3 separate regions of the Mus musculus genome follow, and all the other regions are linked to region 1. A link is a contact called in public promoter capture Hi-C data. All regions are on one chromosome and are shown on one strand. Each heading gives the region's core, a stretch centred on a gene start, on an enhancer-like site or on the middle of the called end of the contact. The rest is flanking DNA. Distances are from core to core; before and after follow the strand shown.

Region 1 (4,254 bases), core at 825-3,324:
AGAGAAAACCTCTTTTTGAGAGTGGCTTAGTTTGCTTAACCTAACGATGTCACCATCAAGTTCTCTAGGCAGGATTCTGGGCCACCAGGCTTAGTTTTCTTCCAAACTGAATCAATGGAACGTGGTCCAAAATTGGGGGAAGGTTGGGGGGCAAGGCTCTCAAGTTTACAATGCTTGTGGGTTTAAGGATTATACATAGTACTAAAGAAGGAAGCACAAGAGCATAGCACAAGAGAACAGAGGCCAGGGGCAGCCGACCACGCCCAGTAACCTGCCCTACCCACAGACTTACATGATTTTTTTCTAGGTTGAGAAAAACTGTCTCTTACTGACAAAATTATTAGCTCCCTGGCAAGCAGTGTGATTTACCTTATTTATTTTGAATGTTGTCATCCTTTTAAAAAAAAAATGCCGTGGAGCATGGTAACACACACCTTGGATCCCAGTACTCAAATGGCAGAGGTAAGAGGATCTCTGTGAGTTTAAGTCACCTTGGTCTATCTATCAAATTATCAAGTTTTAGGCCATCCAAGGCTATGTAATAAGACTCTGTCACAAAGAAAAAGAAAAAGAAAAAAGAAAAAGAGGAAGGAAGGAAGGAAGGAAGGAAGGAAGAGAAAGAAAGAAAGAAAGAAAGAAAGAAAGAAAGAAAGAAAGAGAGAAAGAAAGAAAGAAAAGAAAAGAAATGGGTCCCTCTGTCAGATGTTTGCCAAAAGGTGAATTCTGGATTCTTGGGGTTCCCACTCATCTCGTCCGCAGAGGACCAGCCAGTCATGCGAGAGGAGACTCCAGAATGTTCACATAAATATTTCAACTCTAAGGCAAAACAAGATTGTAGCTCTACTAGATTATGGGCCTTGATTCAACCCGGTGCTGTTAGAGGACTTTGAAGCTGATACGCTCAGAACTCATCTCAAAGGTTAGCTCACAGAATGCGCTCTACAGTCTTCCCAGGTAGATATCATCATTTCCCTATTACACAAATGAAACAGAGACACACAGATAGACTAAGTAGCTTGCCCAAGGTCATAATAGAAAGTGTCCGGGCTAGGATTTGAACCCAAGAACACATACTAGTTGTGTTATTGCTTAAATAATGATAGTGGTTTCAGGCGACAGCTGCTGCAGAATGATGGCAGACGTCAGTTACAGCTACACCGTGCCCAGGGTTCCTATTCCAACATTTGCACCTAATTTAATTCTCACTACAGACTAAATGAGGTGTTATTACTATCCCCATCCCACAGAGATGCAAATGGAGGTGTAAAGAAGTTAGGTAATCTGCCCAAGGCCACACAGTATGAAAGAACGAACGAATTCTTCGAAATTCCAGGTCCCCGTTTTTCTTCCTGACACTTCTCTATTCCCTCACCTGCCCCCGAACCTTGCCTCTGTCCCTGTCAGGAAACTGAAGCTTGGCGAGGAGTGACAGTTTGCAAGGCTCTGTTCATCCTAGAACTTGGGCACAAAAGCCTGGGTTCGGGCAATGTTTTGATTCCCGCCATGCCACGGTGCTATTCGGAAATAGGTTGAACCTCCGAAGCCAGGACTCAAGGCCCTGGGACCGAGCTACCCCCACTGACTCGCTGCAGTCTGGGAAGCGACCTGGCGCGTAGTTTTGCGGCAAAAGCCGTCTGCTTCGTGCCAGCTATCGCAACGCTGCAGTCAAGGGCTCCACTTTCAATCAGCCCGCTTCAAGTGCTTGATTCTTTCTGCAGCAGGCACCTCTAAAGAAAAACTTTCCCGCGACTGAAAGAACAGTCGCTGTCAAACGCATGCTCTTCAAGTGGGGTGAGCTAGGCAGAGAAGATCCGAGATGCGCTCCTCCCACGCACACCGGCTCAGAAACGCCTGTCGCTCAGCTCTTGTATCACAAGCCAAGCTCTGGATGTCTCAGCATCCCGCCACCCGTGGACAGAATAATCTTTTTCTTGGAAGCCACCACGCCCTGTGGCTGCTCACGTACCTGGAACCCCGGAATCGAACTGACCCGACGCGGCTGGGCTTACCTTTCTGAACTGAAGGGTCACGGCTGGCCTGTGTACAGTCTGGAGACGCTCCTCTTCTTCTGGCCTCATAAAGCCAAGCATCTCCAAGTGGCACGGCCAGGAGCGCCAGTGGGTCAGGCTCAGACCCCGCCCCTAGAGTTTCCTCCCCACTCAAACTCCGCCCACACCTGCCCAGGTGTTTTCCCCGGGCCACCCCCGACTTGTCTTAGCCCGGAGAAGGCCGCGACCCCGCAGTGCCATCTGCTGTCCAGAGTCAGCTCCGCGCCTCAACCCGGGCTGCGCTGCTTCTCGTGGTGGCACCGTGCAAGCTTGCTGCCTCCCAGAGGCCACTCTGCAACCTGCATTCCCGCTGGGTCACAGCCCCAGAGTACTTTGTAGAGTCACCTCATTTGCCTCATTCTGACCCAGGTCGCAGGAGGTCTCTTATCTCAGTTCCAGAAGACATTCCACACAGCCTCTTATCCCTCACCCTTCCGACCTGGTCAGGATACGCAGTTGCTTCGGCATCATCTAGAGTTCTGCTGTGGGCAACAGGAGCTATTTAAACAGATCATTTATTCTTTGGGCCTGTCATTGTCTTTCCATAGGGACTCACACAAATTGACTATTAAAAATAAGTTTAGACCGCTGAAACTGTGAGGGATCCAAGATAGGTATTCAAGTTGTAATCCCCTTGAGCTGGGAAGAAACATGGCCCCACAAAAGACAGCGTGTCACTAAGTATTCAAACATTTTAGACATAAACGTGTTCATATCCACCTACAGACCTTGTTAAAACGCAGGTTCTTGAGTTGAGGATGTAGCTCAGTTGGTAGAGTGCTTGTTTAACATAACCAAAGTCCTGGGGTTGATCCCCACTATCATATAAACTGGATGTGGTGGCTCACGCTTACTGTGCTAGATCTGGGGTTGAGGGTGAGACAAGAGGCTCAGAAGCACGAGACCTTCCTCAGCTACATAGCGAATTTGAGTCCAGCCTGTGCTCTATTTCATCAGGGGGGCATGGGTCTCAGACGTCTGGACCTCTGGCTTCCCATGAGATGCCTCTTTTGCCTGACCAAAGATCACAACTTTTGGTGGGTAGAAACATGTCAAGCATTATTGACCATCAACGTAAAGAAAAAAATCCCCTAAAATCCCTAAGCAGTATTTCTTGCAATCAATGCTCACGGTGAAGAATTAACAAAGCAATCCACCTCCCTCCCTAAATAAGTTAGTAGAATCATTGTGCTGGCTAGTTTGTTGCTAACATGAGTTAACATGTTAACTCGGTGGAAGAGTTTCAGAAAATGCCTCCACAAGATTTTCCTGTAGGCAAGCCTGTGGTGTATTTTCTTGGTTGATGACTGATGGGGGAGGGTCCAGCTCACTGTGGGTGGTGCCATCCCTGGATTGGAAGGAAGTCTGGGTGCCACAAGAAAGCAAGGGAGCAAGACGTGAGGAGTAAGCCAATAAAAAGCACTCCTCCATGGCCTCTGCTGCAGTTCTTGGCTCCATGTTCCTTCCCTGCTTGAGTTCCTGCCCTGATATCCCTTAGTGATGAGCTGTTATCTGGTGGTGTAAGCTTAAATAAACCCTTTCCTCTCCAAGTTGCTTTTGGTTGTGGTAGTTTATCATACTAGAAAACCTACCTGACAATTATTATTTGGAATATATACATATATACATGCACATGTATCCGTTACATATTAAATGTGATGAGGGTTTTATTTTTAAATTTAGATTTATTTTTTAAAGTGTGTGTGTGTGTGTCAGAGAGAGAGAGAGAGAGAGAGAGAGAGGGAGAGAGAGAGAGAGAGAGAGAGAGAGAGAGAATATTCACATGAGTTCAGGTTCCTGCAGAAGTCAGAAAAGGCATAGAATCCTTTGTAGTTATAAGTGGTAGGAAACTACCTGATATGGGTGCTGGGAATCAAACTTGGGTGGTCTACATGAGCAGTGCATGGCCTTAAATACTGAGCCAACTCTCCAGTCTGAAAGTTTTAAATATACACTGTTTCTAGATATATTGAGGTTTTTTTTATATAAAATGACATTACATGGTCTGTTCTTATATTACAGAAGAGCCCTGTCTTCCATCTTCTGAGGTATGGGGGCAGCTTTTTAAGCCCCTAGGCACATGTACTTAAGCCCATCAAATTATTTACTTGCTCAGTTCATTGCTATGTAAATGGTCTCTAAGTATTTACTAATATAAATTATTCCTTATATAAAATCTTGTGTATATCTCTAATTAGGTCCTCAG
Region 2 (4,254 bases), core at 453-2,952, 790 kb after region 1:
CCTTACGACTTCTGCTCAGCTGTTTCCCACAAGCACAGCATAAGAAGAGTAGCTAAAACAAGATGTTGGCAAACTCCCATGCCTTTTTTGCGGCATGCTTCAGGGGCAACCAGAAGAGGATGACAGTCCTGGTGTCTGAAAAGGAGGTCAGGGGAGATGCCAGCACTGTGGCCTGCAGTCTCGATCCTATAGCTGATCCATGCTCACTAACACATAAAGCCTGACAGAACCTGAGCCTCGCCGAGGGGTTGCCCTGCCCATTCACCAAAAGGATAAGCATGTTCACTGTCTATAGGTCCTTAGTGCAGAGGAGTGAAGCACGAGTTAAACCTGGGTCTTTATGTCTACTTTCCATGACCTTTTTTTCTTGGACATGCTATGAAAATGGCCCTTGGGTCAAACTGCTCCACACAGGGCTGGGGTGTTCTCTAGATGCCAGCACTTCTGAGAGGAAGGAGCATGGCTAAGCAGGAAAGAGTACCACTTTCACAGAAGGTCCCTCATCCTCTGTCCATGTGAATGGCCTAGGCAATCTCTACTACCAGACTAGTATCCTTTTCCTGCCCAGGACATAGAAAAGTTGGCCTGCAGAATACTGGCCCCACTTGCGGTAGCCATGAACCCAATCCCAGCATCTTATAAAAGCAAACCTCAGCAAGAAAATTCCACCAATAGAGGTCACAGCGCCTCTTGTTTTGTTCCTTACATACAGAAGCAAGGGCCTTGGCCTAAGCTTCATCCTTGTGCTTGTGACCTTGCTGCTGCACATGGCATACTCCCTATATAAGCCAGAATAGCCACCTCCCCACAGTCCCTACCTGATTTGCTTCCTGGGCTGGCTAGAGCCTAGGAATGAGCCACACAGCTTCCCTCAGACTGTACCCAAACACTCCTTTCCGCCAACGGCAACAGTCTCCAGCCCACTGCGGAGCCCACTCCACATGACTGAAGTAAAGGAGGTTCACCACCACCCCAAGCCTACTGCAGAGGCTAGAGCTTATATGGTCAAATAGCCTGGAAGCCATGGCTTCCCTACGAGGGGAAGTGCTCATCTCATCTCTGCGAAAGCAGATTAGATAGAGCCTCTAGACTGAGGTTCAAATTCTAGCTGTACCACTCATATCCTAGAGACTAACTAAATACCAACCGGGGAAAGGACTTATGTTTACTGAGGCGTTGATAGTGCCTAGGGCCCTATCAAACTTACTTTCCTGTGGTAGAAAACCAACACACCCACTTCAGATGAGGACAGGGAGCCCTGAGACTCACATAGCCATCTAGTGAACACAACATGTACCCTATCCACACGCAGGCTCACAGCCACTGTCCCTAAGACAGACAGATGGAGCCAAGACACACAGATTTCTCCGCATGCCTGATTCCTAAGAAGGCGAAGACCGCCCAGCTGTCCTCCTGAAGGGCTCTGATTGACCCTGTCCTGACAGACACAGGTTTTACTTACAGGCACCAGTATCTGCTTGCAGCCAGCGGCCAGCACCGTATCCTGTAGCATTCGGTCTGAGACGCCACTGAAGAGTATATGGCCCGGGGGCAGGCCTGCCAGGTGCAGGTTGAAGAGGCGCTTGAGTTCGCTCAGCGTGAGCACAAACTGTCTCTGAAAGGTGGCTTCCACAAAAGCCTTCAGTTCACAGGCAACCGGGTTGCTGGCACAGCCTGGAACTGGGTGTCCATTTAGGCTGTCCCCACCCACTGCCCGCCCAGCAGGCAGCCCATTGGCCAACTTGGTGCTGAGGCAAGTGCTGGGTGCAGTGTCCATGGGCTCCTCTTCCTCAGCCTCCAGCTCAGCCCCATCGGCTTCCTCCTCACTCAGGGGTTCCTCCTTGATCTGCACGCTGGGCAGGACTGTGGCTGCCCGCATCTGCTCCTTCCGTCGCTGCAGTTCACGCTCCAAGAAGGCATGGTTCTGCTGGGCCTTGGTTTTGGCTGTTTGGACCCGCTGTTCCCCAGAGACCAGACCAACAGGCGCTGTGTAGATAGACACTATGGTTCAGAAGGGTACAGGTCCCAGGCAGACAAAGCATGGAGACAGAGAGTAGGGGACACCAGAAGGCAGCTCCTGAAGCAAGGAACCATGTGCTGTCTTCCGCTCTTCCTTGCTCAGGAGGAACTCTGCTATCTAACACTGAGGGGAGAAATCAAGTGGGCACAGAATTACAGAGCCCTGCTGGGATTCCAGCAGCTCCTATAACACCACCTGCTGATCCAACAGGTCTCAGACTCCACTCTGCCCTCAAGGACACAGTGCCCTCCTGGGGTGGGAGTGGGGACCACTGAGGCTGTCCTGTTGGACAAGCAATAGGCTAACTTGGTGGTGGGGTGGAGAGAGAAGGAAGGTCAGCACAGAAAGGATGAACTTTGAAAATAACATGGCCCTCTTCTGGGCCTGATCCCAAAAAGGGCCCCTTCTGGGCCAGGGACCAAGCTGGAAGCCTACCCAGCCTTGAAGCCACACACACCTGATTGTCCATCCGGCTTCTTTGGCATGGTTTCTTTTACGAGATTATAGACTTTTTCTAATCTGAAAAAAAGAACAAACCCTTTAAACTCTAACGTATACGTTGTATCGCCTCATCACAGAACAAGCCCCCAAGCCCAGGGCATTGGGTCACCAAAACACTCTGCACACAGGGTTCAGCCAGGCCTTCTCCCATACAAGCCCTCTGTGCACGCCAGCCCCTAGCCAGAGCCCAGGGCCAGTGTCAAGAGAATGACAATCCTGTTTTTCTCACTAGACTAAGTGCCCTTCTTTCTCCTCTCTAGCCCTCAGAACAAAGCAGACGACAAGCCAAGGGTATGGCTGCATCAGCCTGCGGTAAGAAGATGTGGGGATATTTAGTGATCATCTTTGTGGTACACACAGCCCCACCCCAAGTGTCCCTCACTGCCCAGACGCAGCCCAAGTGTGCTGTTCCTGGGAGGCAGGGCCAGGGCCACCTACTACACCCCTCATGCTGCCCCACAAGCCCTTACTTGGCCTGGATGCCCGACCACAGCATGTGCTGCCGCTGGACCACATCTGGATGCTTCTTGATAAACTCCAGGTCGTAAGGCAGTAAGAACTCCCAGCCTTTGTTGATTCTCACTACAGCCATGTGCTCCAGAAAGTCCTTCACATCCTCAGCGCAGAGCTGCGGGAGGAGGAGTGTGAGGCACCGCCAGCCCCAAGCTCCCTCCTATAGCGAGCCCTGAGGTCATGAAGAACACCACTTACTTTGGTCACTGCTGCCACCTCCTTTCTTACCACCCATCGGCTCTGTGTGAACTTCCACATCTGAGGAAGAAAGGCATCATATTCTAGGAGGCAGCAACAGGCCTGAGAGAGGCCTAGGCAAAGGCACAGGCGAAGCTCAGAGCCTGGGCAGCTTCTGCCCCACTCTTCTTAGTATGTGCCTTGGGTAGCCTCTACACCTGAGACACCTTCAGCCTTTACAGATGTTACAGATGTGTTCTCTCCTCCAAGAAGGCTGGGCTGCCTCATTCAATCCAAAACAAAGTATTCAGTGGACGAGGCCTTGGCCATCTGGTTCATTCTTGCATCCCCAGGGCCTCCTGAGAGCATCGTGAGAATTCAGCACCAAGATGCTGCCCTATGCATGGAGACATTCCACTGTGGCAGCAACTGGTAGTTGGCATGGCTTCCCAGAGGCTCCAGCTCCCACAGCTCTCGCTGCCTCATCAGCTGTCATGTCCCTGACCTACCTCACAGGAATACTCTCGAGAGGGGAAGTATTCTCAGTATTCACTGAGAGCCAAGAGGAAAGGATGGCTACTTGTTGTCTATAGTAACACTTCGTATACACTTGCGGGCTCCAACCCAACGGTATGCGAACACTAGAAAAGCAGCCAAAGCCAAAGGGCACTTGGCATGAGTGAATGAGGCCGGCTGGGAGCTGCACTCCTATGCCCCAAGTCAGACTCCGGAGGCCCCTCAACACAGACGTCCCCAAAAGCTAAGAATACCTAGTCAGAAGAGCAAACACAGCTGTCCTCAAACAATCTAAGGACTGCTTCCCTTCAGGACAAGCCTGTGCAGGGCACAAGGGCCCACATGAACAGCTCTAAGCAGCCACATTTCAGCAAATTCAATGTGTAAATGCCAAGGGTTAGAGGGTAGTACAGATTCCAGAGACTTGAGCTTAAAGACCCTGGGAGGGACTTAAGTTCTGGATATAAAACAGGGCAGGGTGAGAGAAAGGAAGGATGAATTAACTCAGAAGTCATAAACCCCAGAAA
Region 3 (4,254 bases), core at 1,071-3,570, 740 kb before region 1:
AGAAAGGCAAGGTTGGCCCAAGTTAATACACAGAGCTGGGATTACTGAATAGGTAGGGAGGAGGCGCTGCCCCTTTAAAAAGCTTGTTCTTATTATTTTGTATAGATGAGTGTTTGAATGTATCCATGTGCACCACCTTATGCCTGCTGCCTGTGAAGACCAGAAGATGACACATTCCTCAGAACGAGCGTTAGAGACAGCAGTGAGTACCACTAGGAGCTGGGAACTGAACCCAGGTCCTCTGCAAGAGCTGCGAATGTTCTTAACCACTGAACCATAACTCCAGTCCATTCTTGTTTCAACTCTTATGCTCAGCAAGTAGTTGCTGAACACTGACCAGAGACATAAGGCAGCCAGCACCTCCATCTCTTTCCACAATAAACACTCTAAAGACATAATCTGCTGATAGGATTGGGCTGGGGCTGGGGCTGGGGCTGGGGCTGGGGCTGGGGCTGGGGCTGGGGCTGGGGCTGGGGCTGGGGCTGGGGCTAGCCAATGCACCCCGTGCCTAAGACTCACCAATGACAAAGCTACAGAAATAACCCTTTGCATTGACTTTCAGGCTCATGTCCCAGGCAGGAGGCCCTCTCTGGAAACCTGCAGAGCAATATCCTTGTTGAAGAAACCTAGATCCTAATATTTGCCTGTCTATCATGTCTAGAAAAAAGTGTAACAGAAAGTCGCCTAACCTGTCTCTTGAGAAGAGATTATACTAAGCCCAGGTTAGACTAACATCATGAGTTGAGGAGATCTGGTAAACCATACATAGCCAAGGAGAACCCCACGGGAAAAGCTGGCAGCTCCAAGGCAGAAGAGAAATGGAAGCTGTGTGTTTGCTGAAGGCTGGAGGGAAAGCATACCTACCCCTCAAGTTGAAGTCATTTCCATTCCTAAAGTCTCAGTGTGGGCACAATGGCTAATGGCCTAGGCTTTAGCTTCAACAGAACAGGAATCAGACTTCAGTTACGCTCATGCACCAAGCCAAGTCACCGTGGGTAATTTCATGGGTTGGTTTGAATGAAAATGACTCCCATAAACTCACAGTTAGTGGCACTAATGGGAGGTGTGGTCTTTTGGGAGTAGGTGTGACCTTGCTGGAGTAGGCGTGGTCTTGTTAGAGGAAGTGTGTCACAGGGGGTGGGCTTTGAGGTTTCAAACACTCATGCCTGGCCTAGTATCACTCTCTCCTCTAGCTGCCTGCAATCCAGATCTAGAACTCTCAGCTCCCTCTCCAGGTCCATGTCTGTCTGTGTGCCTCAGTCAGTAAAGTCCTCTGAGTATCAGTTTCCCCAACTATAAACAAAGAGAAAAACATATCAGTACTAAAAAGAACTAAGCACTGTGCCTAGTACAGACTGTGCTATATATACATGCTGGTCCCCATATGCATTGAGTCTTGAAAGGACATACATGCTCTCCCCTCACCCCCCTTCAGGTGGGAGTATGCTCTTTGTAAGGCACCTACGACCTCTAGCAACCTAGATCGCTGGTGTGTTCATTAGGGACAGCACAGGGATCAGGGTTCGCTGATCTCAGTAATAAGTCTCTGTAAGTGAGCAGTCTCAGACTGTAAGCATTAGGGATGAGGAAGAGGAAGCTACAGTTGCTAGTCTTTGCACACACTGACCAATCATCTGTAAACACTCAGACCCAGAAGAGAGCTTTGTTGCCCTTTTGAGCCTGGTCCATGTGGGTAAATGGCTTTGCCAATTTTCCATGGGTCCAGTGCCTTGGGGTCCTTGCTGAGGGTTGCCCATGTCAACAACACACTCACTCGGGACTTTGTCCACTCTAGGCTTCCTCTGCTACCTACAGGTTGACAGCTGTCAAGTGTCTGCCTCTACAAAACAAAGAAATAAGCTGAGGCTGGGGGTAGCTCCAGTGGTAAGGGCTTGCCTTGACTCACACAAGGCGCTGAGTTCCAGCCTCAGCACCAGGCAGGGTGGAAAAACGAAGAAAGAAAAATTCAAAGAAAGAAGGGAAAAGATGGCACGGGGTGTCCTTGGAGACAGCTGGATCTTTGATGACTTGTCTTTTTCTACTAACCACAATTTCCTACAGACCAGTTCACTTTTCAATTTGAAAGGCCTCTTAGATTGGGGTTTCTTAAGCTATAGGCAAAGACAGTGGGCTAGACTGGAAGAAGAAACAAAATCAAAGGCTCATTGATCTTCAACCCGGGGAGCAGGCTCTTAGCTCTCATCCCAAATCCCTGCAGAGACTGATTCTCTGAGCTGAGGCAGGCACCCAGCGAGGGTCAGAGAAGGCAGCTGCGTGAGAGCCCAAATCCAGCCATCCCTGGCTGCCTCACGCAGCTCAGAGTGGGAGGAGGAGGCACAGACAATAGCAGTCCGCTACCCAGCCTTCTCACCGCCTTCCCAGCCCTTCTCAAAGCCCAGCAGGCAGCTGATGATAACTCAGGGCATCTGACAGAGCATCGAAAGCTTGCTGTCTCTCCAGTTTCCAATCACCAGGTGTCTGAAAGGGTTACACGAGCAGGCAGCTTCTGCCCTCATTAGGAGCTCTTGGGTGGCCAGAAAAGATGATTGTAAAAGGGGTGTCAGGTTCATGAGCCAGGTGATAAGAAGGGATGGAGAGGCCCCCAGAGTTCAGACCTCCCGACCCTTGCGGAGGAGACTTCTCATTTACAATCCATTTGCATTGCATATTTAACAGGACTCCAGCTTACTCTTGGAGCAATCATTGTCATGCACAGAAGAAATTCTGCCTTCGTGTTCTGCTCGCTTGAATGATCCTGCGGGAGGAGAGCCACAGAGCAGGTCTGCGCAACAGCATCTGCCCTCCAGGAAAACAAGACCTCAATCAGCCCACAGTGATGCAGAAGGCAGCAGACCACACTATTCCGGGGTAGACAACCAACTAAATAAAGCCGTGGTTACATCATGCAGAAGGCCAAACAGAGGGAAAATTCCAAAGGCTTTTCTTTTTTCCAAGAGACTGTGTAAGAACCATCAGACTAATTGTATGCAAGTCTTGTACTATGATTGTCAAACTGCAGCCGAATCACGTAAATGAGCTGTCAGTGGCTTGGTCTGAGCTCTCCGGAAAAAAAGAAGCCTTCTTCCCCAGTTCGCAGAGCAGTCCTCATTTCGGCTTGATTGATATGCACGCACCCAAGCTTGGCAAAGAGTTTTTAATTTTATGGTCCAAAAGCCACAGGGTCTCCACTATCCCTAAAGAATTAAAACACTGTCCAACAGTATAATTAAGTGTTAAGGTCTCTGTATTAAGACAGACAGGAGGTCGAATCCCAGATAACAAGTGCTAGCTCTGTAACCTTGACCAAGTCGTTTAACCTCTGACACCACGCCTGCTCACCAGTGTGTGTGTGTGTGTGTGTGTGTGTGTGTGTGTGTGTGTGTGTGGTGTGTGATTATAGGTAGGGTCTCTTACTCCGAACTCTCACCTAGGGTTCATCAGCCTGGTTAGACTGGCTGGCCTGCAACCCCAGCAATTCTCCTGTCTCTGCCTTCCCAGCAAGGAGATTGCAGGCCTGCAGCACCACGGAGCGGCAGAGCTCAGTTCTCATACCGACGCACAAACATTTTACTTGCCAAGCCTTCTTGCTTCCCCTTACTAAACCTTCTAACTTTCCTGTCCTCATCTATACAATGGGGAAGTGTATTGGCCCCTTGGAGGTTAAACGATACTGCACATGCTCCATGCCTGCTGCTTCTGCCTAGTGGAAAGTCAAGAGACGACGCTGGCTGTCATTGAGGAGAAAAAAAAATCGAATGATAATTACACACCTTCAAGGAGTTGTAGGACCTACCAGAGACTCTTATTGTACTCGGAGAAAAAGAGCAATCTTTATAGCAGATGACGAAGCATTCTGCTGGGCTTTGCTCTCTTGGCTGTACCAGTTAATATAACACAGCGTCCTGCTGTGCCTCGGGCATGCAGGCACACACAGTGGTCCAGGAGCCAAGAGCATCCATGCTGTGGCTTTCCTAGGTGCTGTGCCTCTACCTCCCTCCAGGGAACCACCTGTCTTCCTCCTTCACTTCCTGCAAGCCTTCAATCAAAAGTCCCCATCTTGTAGCTCACTCATCAGACCTCAGCTAAAACTGCAAGTTCTCCTCACCCTCCTTTCCAGATCCGGCTTTCTCTGTGTAGTACTTAACATCTAGTTTTTCAGTCTGTATCTGTGAGACCATTTGGATTCAGGAGTCCCATGGATACTCAAGTCCATGGACACTCAAGTCCTTTATATTAAAAGGCTACAGTGTTTGC

The links. Promoter capture Hi-C pulls out the DNA fragments that hold promoters and counts their contacts.
Region 2: a contact with region 1 is called in a promoter capture Hi-C map of embryonic stem cells, with 3 times the contacts expected there. The contact joins the enhancer-like site here to the promoter of Scnn1g in region 1. A contact is called at or near these places in 2 of 39 promoter capture datasets (embryonic stem cells and hippocampal neurons), 2 of 484 Hi-C or Micro-C datasets (the N1E-115 cell line and cortical neurons) and 1 of 115 datasets of contacts at active chromatin or transcription factors (bone marrow-derived macrophages).
Region 3: a promoter capture Hi-C map of embryonic stem cells shows a contact between it and region 1, with 2.8 times the contacts expected there. The contact joins the enhancer-like site here to the promoter of Scnn1g in region 1. A contact is called at or near these places in 2 of 39 promoter capture datasets (embryonic stem cells and liver) and 3 of 484 Hi-C or Micro-C datasets (B cells, the N1E-115 cell line and embryonic stem cells).

Annotation. Positions count from the first base shown.
Region 1 is chr7:121,732,299-121,736,552 of GRCm38.p6, reverse strand. Scnn1g (sodium channel, nonvoltage-gated 1 gamma) reads right to left here and starts at 2,074. Exons shown (of 13, transcript NM_011326.3): 1 at 2,010-2,074.
Region 2 is chr7:120,938,034-120,942,287 of GRCm38.p6, reverse strand. It overlaps Polr3e (polymerase (RNA) III (DNA directed) polypeptide E), which reads right to left. Exons shown (of 21, transcript NM_025298.4): 15 at 3,233-3,292; 16 at 2,992-3,149; 17 at 2,478-2,539; 18 at 1,463-1,986. Among named protein-coding and RNA genes, the nearest start is that of Polr3e, 22 kb to the right of the region's middle. Within about 2 kb of position 1,702, at least 34 of the 459 cell types and tissues checked have an H3K27ac peak or open chromatin away from gene starts, as enhancers often do. A contact at or near this core is called in embryonic stem cells, where this site is marked.
Region 3 is chr7:122,476,582-122,480,835 of GRCm38.p6, reverse strand. All of the region lies in intron 5 of Prkcb (protein kinase C, beta), which reads right to left. Among named protein-coding and RNA genes, the nearest start is that of Gm51497, 180 kb to the right of the region's middle. Within about 2 kb of position 2,320, at least 59 of the 459 cell types and tissues checked have an H3K27ac peak or open chromatin away from gene starts, as enhancers often do. A contact at or near this core is called in embryonic stem cells, where this site is marked.